Linked DNA regions of Sus scrofa: region 1 is linked to region 2. A link is a contact called in public Hi-C data. All regions are on one chromosome and are shown on one strand. Each heading gives the region's core, a stretch centred on a gene start, on an enhancer-like site or on the middle of the called end of the contact. The rest is flanking DNA. Distances are from core to core; before and after follow the strand shown. Region 1 overlaps LOC110260062 (a long non-coding RNA gene). Region 2 has its middle 110 kb from the start of ID2.

Evidence for each region. Hi-C and Micro-C count contacts between places; a contact is called where the count stands out from the background.
Region 1: a Hi-C map of heart right ventricle shows a contact between it and region 2, with 1.9 times the contacts expected there. The contact joins two enhancer-like sites. A contact is called at or near these places in 2 of 47 Hi-C or Micro-C datasets (blood and heart right ventricle) and 1 of 2 datasets of contacts at active chromatin or transcription factors (alveolar macrophages).

What each region holds. Positions count from the first base shown.
Region 1 is chr3:127,685,111-127,690,137 of Sscrofa11.1, forward strand. All of the region lies in intron 1 of LOC110260062 (a long non-coding RNA gene), which reads left to right. Among named protein-coding and RNA genes, the nearest start is that of ID2, 180 kb to the left of the region's middle. Within about 2 kb of position 1,946, at least 22 of the 83 cell types and tissues checked have an H3K27ac peak or open chromatin away from gene starts, as enhancers often do. A contact at or near this core is called in alveolar macrophages, where this site is marked.
Region 2 is chr3:127,609,338-127,614,145 of Sscrofa11.1, forward strand. No RefSeq gene overlaps it. Among named protein-coding and RNA genes, the nearest start is that of ID2, 110 kb to the left of the region's middle. Within about 2 kb of position 2,969, at least 34 of the 83 cell types and tissues checked have an H3K27ac peak or open chromatin away from gene starts, as enhancers often do. A contact at or near this core is called in alveolar macrophages, where this site is marked.

The sequences.
Region 1 (5,027 bases), core at 696-3,195, 75 kb after region 2:
ATGCCAACGTGCGGGAGCAGGTGTGGTCACAGACCGGCCCTGGAGCAGGGGCTCAGGGGCCTGCGGGGTGTGGGGCCTGGGCTGCTCTGCTGTCTGCTTCCCGTGGGGCACTGGTGTGGAGGTGAGCAAAGAGTCACACCCTTTCTCCATCCACCATGTAAAGTTGGAATGGTGTGAGCAAGCTAACGATCCTCATTGCAATAGGAAATGTGTGTAAACACAGAACTAACAGGGGACCCCAGAGGAGCCGGCAGGGGGGGAGATGACAGGTGAGTCTCAGGCACAAAGTCTCAGGCACAACTGGGTACCCAGCTCCCACCTGGAGTGACGAATCCCTGAGAAGGAAACAACTCCTCGAGTCCTCTACTCCGACAATGTGCTTGCGTGTCACCGTGAAAATGCTTTCACTCTCTCCATTGGAAATTAGGATTTTCAAGCAAGACACTAAAAAGCAATAAGCAAATAAATATTGCAGCCCTGAGGCTGGGATCCCTGGGAAATTACACAGAGACCAGGCCGAAAATGCAAGGTATTTTCCTGTGGTGTAACCCAGCACTTAATTTTCAGGCTGATTATAAAATTATTACTCCATGTTATTTAACACCTGGAAAATTGACTTTCTCTAACTTGTTAACAGAGGGTAGACAGCGCAGTGGGGCTGGGGATGAGACTCAGGCACAGGTCTTAAATGGAATTAAAACTGCCTGCTTTGATCAACAAGGATGGCGACAAGGAAAACCAGCCAGCAGAAAAGGCCTAGGGAATCCAGCAAGACCCTAAATGCAGAACAGTGGGTAAAAAAGGACAGATATTTCCAGCAGGTACAAGCCAGGAGGATAAATTCCAGGTAGGCTGCACCTGTTTTTCTTATCTAACCTTGCAAGAATGCTATCACTGGTTTCCTGTTCAGCCACACCCCCAGATCAGGAGGGAGATTTGTTCCTGTGGGAAGATTCTGTTTGCAGCCCCTTCTCCACCTCCCCTACCAAGGCCCTGGCTTTTCGCTTTATTTCATGAGATGGATTTACACGCTCTGGGGGGGGAAGGACACTGAATCTGGATATGCCAGTGTGCTTGTTTTCAGTTGTTTATTTAATGCCCTTAAATACATAAGTGAGACCCTAGACCGTTTCCAACACCACTTGCTGCAAGGACTGTACATACACACGCGCGCGCACGCACACACGCACATGTACACATATTCCATAAAGGTAGGAAAGGAAGGCTCCAGAACTTTCGGCTGAGCACGGGGCTGTAAGGCGGGCTCAGGATCCCCCATCTCAGCCTACTCCCTGCCTCCGGGCTGGGAGTCCAGCTGCAACAGCAGCTCAGCTACAGGCTCCAGGCGATCAGCCCGGGTGGGAACAGCAGCTCGGCAGAGCCGGGCGCAGCGGGCGGGACCGCCGCGTTTTAGGGAGAATGGGGAGGGTAGAGAGAGGGGAGGACGCGCAGGTGCCTCGCAGATGCTGCAGGCACCGGGCGTGGGTGCAGCCGGCAGACCGGTGCCGCAGCCGCTCTGCCCCTCCCCGATCGCCCGCATACCCGGCATCCGCCGCTCAGGCCTCCGGCGCCCCCGCGCCCCCAACCCTGGGCCCCGGCGCGCGCCCCTCCCCCGCCGCCCCCTGGCAGGAGCGAGGCGGAGCGCCCCCGCCTGCCCGCAGGTGACTCCAGGGACAACCGGGGCTAAGCGTCCTACGGGTCCGGAGACCGCCCTAGACGGGCCCTGTGGGACTGAGTTCTCAGAAACATCGCCCGCCGCGGGGACTGATTCCCCTCTGGAGGGACCTGGGAGGCCAGCGTCTCCACGGTGGTGGTGGTGGTGGTGGGCGAGGCTGCGGCTGGGCCTGGCCCGGCGTCCTGCCACCCCTCCAGGTACCCAGCTGCCCAGATGCTCAGCGGCCGCAGCACGGGCGCGCCCTCTACCATAGTCGGTAGAGATTCTACTGAAGCCCGTGAAGCATCTCCTGTAATACAAGTTTTCAAGGGTCCGCATCGCCGCGCTCTCCCGCGCGGTCACCCTGCCCATCTCGACACGGGCAACGAAATAGCCCACGATCAAGGTTGCAGCCTCGGTTGACAGCGTTCAGCGGGTTTGCGAACTGCGCCGTTTAGACGTCCTGGGGGGAGCGGACGCCCCCTCCCCACCCCGGGCGCGCTAGAGGGCAGGTTCTGGAAGATCATAGAATCTCAAAGCTCTGCTACCTTAGCGACAAAACCAGCTTTCCCTGCAGGCCCCCTCCTCTTGCTTTTGTTGTGAGCGAGGATGCGGACCGGCGGGTGGCAGGTGGGCGCTGTGCCGGTGCCTGCGGAAAGCCTGGGGCGAGGTGGGGCGAGGGGAGACGGGGCTTTGCCTGAAGGCTACAGACTCGCCTGCCCTGGGAGCCTTTGAAGGGCTTTGGGGGAGCAGGGCGGTTGAGTTTCAGAAACCAGATTGCTTTCATTTTCTTGGTTGCCTTCATCAAGATACCTCATTCTTTGACATTTCCTGCCCAGAAGGCTTTGAACCATAGTCTTTTTTGCTGAGTGTCCGTGGTGCTCTGGGAAGGCATGCTTTTAAAGTCCCTTCTGTTGCCTAGTACTGTGCCATGGATGGAAAGGTGGAAAGGGTGGCCCTGGCTTACCCTTGGCCAGAGAGTCAGTGATACGGGGACGGGTGTCTCAGGTCTAGAGTGACATTTGATGTGTCACGATTCCATCCCTATGCCATGGTCCTGGGCAGGAAGAGCCTGGCCTAGTTATAAAGAACTCAGGGAAGCCGTCCCTGGGGGCCTCCTGGCCCCGCTTCCGTTGCCTGAATGCTTGTTAGTGAGTTGCCCTCTGACTTTCAGCTCTGAGCCCCATCTTGGTGACTAAGTGTCTCACCGCTGTGGCCTTGGTGGAGAGGGCCTTCCACCGGGCTCTGTTAATCATGCTGTATTTAGTATCTGGGTCAAGATGGAAAAACACTTTTCCTGTTGAAAGGTCTCTTATGCGTCATTTGTGAAGACATGCTTTTCAGTGTTCAGTGAGCATGATGAACTGGTGCTGATGCTGGGCAGATCTGGGGGAAGTTGTCAACCCTGCTCCATGACTTTCCAGGGACACATGTGCTCTGATTGGGTCATCCCCTCCAGGTCTGTCCTAGTCACCAGTCTTTGTGTATTTCCAACCCTGAGGGGTGGCAGGGCTGGGCTTGCTCCCTGCCTGGTGTCTTTCCCCAGGTCTGTGTGAATGTGCCTTCACTGAGGAGTTGGGTCCATGCTTTGCTCCCTCTGGGGATGGCTTCCAGCCTTGGAATGTGGTGGAGGCAAAGCAAATGCAGCCATGCCCAGGACCCAGCCGGTGGCTCCTTTTTCCTATGCTTTGGCCAGATGACAGGTGGCATCTGCTGGCAGGATGCCTGGGGCTGCTTCCAGAGGGACTTCTGTAAGGTGATGCTGGGCGTCTGGGGCCTCACTCCCAAATGGCTTTAAAAGTGACGTAAGAGCAGTTGACTTGCATGCTCTCCGTGAAGGAAGCAGCCTTTTCTCCCCTGCTCTAGCCCCCGATGCTCGATGCTCGCTATGAAGACTCATTACCATCCTGGACACCTTGAAGCTGAGCACTGCGGAGCGCCATATTGAATGGAGGAAAGATGGAATACACTTGGGTGTGACTGACTGATGTGTGGGGACGTTGGATGCTGCTGCCTTAGAAAGGGTTGAGGCTTTGGAGAGGTGGTTTGAATTTTGTGTAATGACTGTTACGCTCCCCCAAATCTTCTTCCTTTACTTTGAAACTCTTTTGCCTTCTGCTAGGCATCCAGTTTTATGGTTCCACTTTTTGAATATCTGTGTTCAAGAGTGTACACTCAGAAAAGAAAAGGGAGTTCTTACTTTGGTGTAGTGGGTTAAGATCCCATGTTGTTTCCACAGTGGCTTGGGTCGATGCATAGGCTCAGGTTTGATCCCTGACCCAGCCCAGCAGGTTAAGGATCTGGCGTTGCCGCAGTTGTGGTGTATGTCGAAGCTACGGCTTGGCTTTCATCCTTGGCCCAGGAACTTCCATGTGCCCTAGGTGTAGGCAAAAAAAAAAAAAAAAAAAAGTACACTCAAGAGCTAGACAGTCTGGGTTGGAATTCAGACCTTGCCAATTATGGGTTGTGTGACTTAACTGTCTTTGTCCTTTAGTTTCTTCATTTGTTAACTGGAGGTAATAGTATCAACTTCTTTGTAGGGTTGTTGTGAGGATTAAAGGAGTTAATGTAAGTGAAGCATTGGGAATGGAGTCTGGGAGACTGAACGCTACATTAGTGAGGGCTTAGCTGTTATTTCATGCTTGTGTTATTTGGCTGAGCCATTTCTCTTAATCCAGCTCTTGGTGTGTGACTTGGAATTTCCTTGTTTAAAGAGAGAGAGAGTATGAGAGAGGGAGAAATAAAATTGACCTATTTCCCTATTAGACCAAATGGAAATCATTAGCTAAGGTACCTTCCTGGGTTCTCAGCTACTTAGTGGATTCAGATTGAAACAACTGGGTTAACTTCTTGTGAGTTTCTAGGTCTTTAGACAATTTGGAATGGCGAGGCTTGAGTAAAGTTCTGGAGTGAACTGGATTTGAACATAAGTAACCCAAACTGCTAACTCTGGCCAGGGCTTCATAGACGGGGACCTCCTGCAGGAGGTGCTGGGATGGGCAGAATCAGTGCCAGTTCAAAGTTTACAGAAACTGCCGTTTCAGAAGATTATTGGTTAGAACACTCCTGGGTCTTAGAAGAATAAGAAGAATGAGAAAGTGTGGTGGTTATGTCAGTTGGGTGACTCAGTTCTAGTATCTGAAAGTAGCAAACCTTGTTGAAGAGAAATCTGTGGACTACCCAAATGGAGCCAAGGGCTGGGCCAAGGTTTGCTATCTGTTTATGACCAGCGTGAGTGCTGGGCAGCAAGTCAGACTGGGACACGTCTAGCAGCATGTGCCTGGGAGCCCCAGTGGCTGCACCTGTTCTCTCTCGGAATGCCCCTCCCTGGATGGGTGCATCCTGCTTGGAGCGCCATTCCTACCACTGTGCT
Region 2 (4,808 bases), core at 1,719-4,218:
GGGCTTGAGGGAAGATGTGTGTTCATTGAATGCCGGGGGGGAGGAGGGTCTAACGGGCCCCTCGGCCATGACCATGGGGTGGGGGTGGGGAGGGACAGTCACCTGTGTGACTGCAGCGACACACCTGATGTGACAGCCCTTCCATAGGGATTATCACCACCTGACGGTTACCCTGGTAACGAGCGAGGTGCCAAGACCAGCCCCACTTCCCGCAGGAGGCCCAGAGTGGGTAGGTAATTTGCCCAAGGCCACACAGCTGGCAAGCAGAGGTGGGCCTTAACCACGTTAACTGAGTTAACAGTTAACCACCCAGTCTAACTGAAGCGTCGTCTTAACCATTAGCACGGTGGTCTGTTTCTCACTGGTCACCAGCTGGGCATTGGAGCTGGAGGCTGCTGATCCTGCAGCGTTTTCCCAGCTCCACGTTCGGGGATCCCACTGACCAGGCGGGGAGGATTTACACCACGAGAGAAATGACTCACATCAGAGTGACGTGTTTGATCCCTTGCGGAGCCAGGTGTCACACATGTACTGGCACAGCTCACTGCTCATCCCAAAGGACACAGGGAGCCGCTTACCCTCAGACCGACCTCCTGTCCTGGACCAGCGACCCGAGAGCCTGCTGGCTCCCTTGGGGGAGGACCCCACCCCCACCCCCTGTCCTCAGAGACAGTAAGATGGGGGCTCTGTTTGTTGAGTTCTGGGGCGTCAGGAGGGAGGCAGGGCCACCTGCGGGGCCCTTGGGGCCCAGGGCTGCTGGCTTGAGCCGGGCTGGGCTGCCTGTTCTGGGGTAAGCTACCCTCCTCCACCCATCACAGCCCCTCGGGCCTTTCCTGTCATCAGTTCCCTCCCAGTGCACACAGCATCGCCCCGAGGGTGTAACATTAGACCCAGACTTTCAGAGCTGTCACTTCTCCTCGCCAAACCTTGGCATGGTTTAACCAAGGACACAAAGGGAGTTTGCAGAAAAGGGACGCCAAGGCCTAGGGCCAGTTCTGCCTCGGGGAGAGAGACCCCCCTGCCAGAGCTGTGAGCCGCTTTGCAGACTCTCCTCTGTTTCCCCCCCCCCCCCACCGTTGCTGCGTTCACTCCATTTCCGAGATAGGGGAACCGAGGCGCAGAAAGAGGAAGCGACCTGGGCCAGGGCACCCAAACTGTGAGTGGCAGATCTGAGATTTACTCTGGGCAGACTCCGAGGCTCACAGCCCCGCTCTAGCACCGCTTCCATGTGTCCCTCAGGCCCCAGGGCCTTTCGGTGGCTGTGGGTCACACGGTCACTCGTGGGGCGGCCGACACTACCGCCACCTGCCTCCCACCGGCTGGGCAGACAGGGGGAGACACGGCCTCTGTTTCCCGCCTCCCCAGCCCTGCTGCCGAGGCTGGTGCCTGAGCCCCGTGTCCCAACCTGCAGCCTGCAGAGCCCACCCCCGTGACCGACAGGCTCGTACATTTCCCCATTCAGCTGATGGTGAGTGCTGTGCTATTTTAAGCCCACATGGAAGTATTTTTTTTTCCTAAGGACCATCTGCTACCGGCCCCAGCCCAGATGATACAGTTAGAACTTACCCACAGCATCCTCTCCCGCCTTCAGACAGTTCCAGGAACAAGGGTGAGTCAGTCGCCCAGCTGAACTCCCGTCCTGCTAAGAGATGGCCCCGGTTTGGTGCCAGCGGAGGGGGCTGCTCACCCCGGGGGGCAGGGGCGCTGCTTCTCAGGGGCAGGAAAGGGACCCCTGCCCCTCACAGTGGTGCTGCCTGCAGAGAGAGCCTGGAGAAGGCCTGGGAAGGCTGAGTCCACCCTCCCAGCTGAGCCTCTTTTGGCTCAGAAGCTGAGACCTGGTTCGGGAGTTCAAGTGCGGACGATGAAGCGTGTCATGAAGGTGTCACGGAGAAGCGGGTGGCCAGCAGGGCACCTGCTCTGGCTGCTTCTGGGAGAACCCCGGGTGTGCTTTGGGGTGCCAAGAGGTTGGGTCCCCTCTCGCTGGATGCATGGGCCAGCATCCCCCCGAGGCCAGGGGGGATATTCCGAAACACTGACCACAGGCCCTCAGGGGTGGGCTCTGCTCACCTCCCCTCTCTCCCTCCCTCCCCGCCCCCAGGGGCTCCCCATGAAGAGAGGCTGTGTAACTCTGTGTATAGCACAGAGATTGGAGTCAGACCTTCTAAGCACTACTCCCCTGAGTCTCCGTTTGCTCATCTGTAAGATGGGAGCCATCGAACCTACGTTCCCGGATGTGCATGAGCACTAAGTGGTACCCTAGGAATTCCCACTGCAGCGCAGGGAAGTGCTGGGACACAGGTTGGATCCCCGGCCCAGCACAGTGGGTTAAGGATCCAGCATTGCTGCAGCTGCAGCGTAGGTTGCAACTACATCTGGGATCTGATCCCTGGCCCAGAAATGCCATATGCCGTGGGGCAGCCAAAAAGAAAGACCAAAACCAAAAACTGGGGCGATGTGTGCGAGGGGTCTGGTACTCTGCCCAGCTACTGTCGTCTGTGTCATTATGACCTTCAGAGGGCCTGTCCTTTGAGCCGGCTGAGATATCAGGTCTGCGCCCTGTCAAGCAGGGCTGCTGTGCCGCACATGCTCTGTTGGCCTGGGCCCCCTCTCCTACTGGGCACTGGTCATTTGGCTGCAGGGACTCTGGTTACTAGGCATGGGCAGCAGCTGACTTGAGCCTGGCAGGGTAGCCCTGGGCGGCTGTTATTTCATCACAGGCCCTCTGGCTAGACCGTTGCCTCTCTTGCTGTCCGTGGCAGAAGCCGGGACGCTCAGCCAGGGGGCTTCTCTGTGCTTCCTCCTGCCTCCTGGCTGCTCACTTCCCTCTCGGGCTGTGGGCTGTGCCCGTCTGGCGGCACCTCCCTCGGTTCTGACCCCACAGCTGTGTCCCCGAGCGCTATCGGGTGCATGCAGCCCTCCGAGGCCCCGGGAGTGGCCCTGTGAGCAGGCGAGGGGCTGAGGCCTGACAGCTCGGCTTCCTGTCTCAGAGTCTATCTGCTGCCGCTCTGCAGAGGCCTACAGTTTATCTGTGGCCAGTGTTCGCACCCATTTCCTGCCAGCTGCTACTGGTTTTTCACTCTGCTCCGATAGCACCGGTAACTGGGAAAGGACCCGGGCTGCGTGATTCACCCGCGCCGGCGGGCAGGGATGCCACGCTGGGGCACAGGGCCCTTCCCCACCGCACACGGAGGGACAGCACCGTCTCTGTCCCCTGGGCCTTCCCCGCAGGCCCTGGCGGGGAGACACAAAAAACACCCGCACATTCATCGCGCCCCGAAAGTTGCTTGTGTGTGTGTTCCTGCGCCCGTGTGGGGTCTAAGGGATTTTTTTTTTTTGAATGCACCCGGGCCGAAGCAAACGGTGTCTTGTTTGGAGAAGTCAGAATGTAACTCGGGGCTGAGCGTCGCCCCTCTGGCGGGGAGCCCCAGTTCTCGCTGAGGGACGGTGGTGGTGAGCTGGCGGTGGCCCAGTTGAGGATTGGGTAGTCACACCTAAAATTTTATTTCCTGGCATTTCACACAATGCGGAGGAAAATCCCCCACCACAGCAAGGGACTCCTTCAAATAGAAAACGAGAACGCGTCCATTCATTTTTATTTTTTATGTTTTGCTTTTTTATGGCTGCACCTGCGGCATATGGAAGTTCCCAGGCTCAGGGTGGAATCGGAGCTGAAGCTGCCGGCCTACACCACAGCCACAGAAACCCAGGGTCCGAGCTGCGTCTGCGACCTACACCCCAGCTCACGGCAATGCCGGATCCTTAGCCCCATGAGCAAGACCAGGGATCGAACCTTCATCCTCATGGATGCTAGTCAGGTTCTTAATCCATTGCGCCACAATAGGAACTCCCCATTTTTTTTTTTTTTTAAATGTGGTGGATCAGAGTTTTGAAGCGTCCTGAATGTAGATAAGCCTCTGGCTAAGTGTCATGAATTGGCTAGAGTGTGGCTTCCCAAGCCTGGGTTCAAGTGCAGGGAGCAGAGGTCTCTGCAGGGTGAGGCCAGGGCAGGCAGCAGCAGCACTCCAGAGCCGGAGGGGAATGCAGAACCCGTGGTCCAGACCCGCTGGCACTCAGGCTGGGTTTTACCCGGCTCTGCAGGTGGCCCTGCCGTGCCATCAAGCATGAGAAGATGCAGACCTCATTGGGAGGCTTTTAAATTTTTCTTGGGTGGCAAAGAATCAAAGTGGTACTCCAGTATGAAATGATTCACGCCACACGTAGTTACTGCCCTCCCTGGTGGGTACTAGACTGTGCGCTGGGTGCAGCAAGGGTCCACCTGGCATCCAGAGCCCACATCCCTGTCCCTGGTCTTGAGAAGGTGAAGTCCACGACAAGAATGCCGCCTGATCTGGGGACGTCCCCTAGTCAGGTGGGGGAGGGGTGCCGGGGGAGGGGCCTGGGCTATTTCACGGGGATGGGAATTACAGGAAAGGGAGGGGGAAAGCTGGATGGTGGCCTTGGTAGGTGTGGGGTTTATCCCAGCTCCGACACTGTGTAGTGCAGCTCACAGAAGCCCCTAAACATCTCAGCCTCAGCTTTCTCATCTGTACAATGGGCTGAATGATTTTGAGACTTAAATGAGGTAATACCTGCCACATGCCTCGCACAGCCCTCGCTAATATCTATAAGAGATGTTAGCAAGTATTGCATCTGAGGGCAGTGGGGAGCCATGGAGGGTTTCTAGCCAGTCAGTGACACGAGCAGGATACTCTCTTTCCTCCTGGAAATGCCTCGGACCTTTAGGCCAGGAGAAGCTCTTTGTTGAGACTGAGACGCCCGTACCATTAATATTTCCAGCTATAATCAAA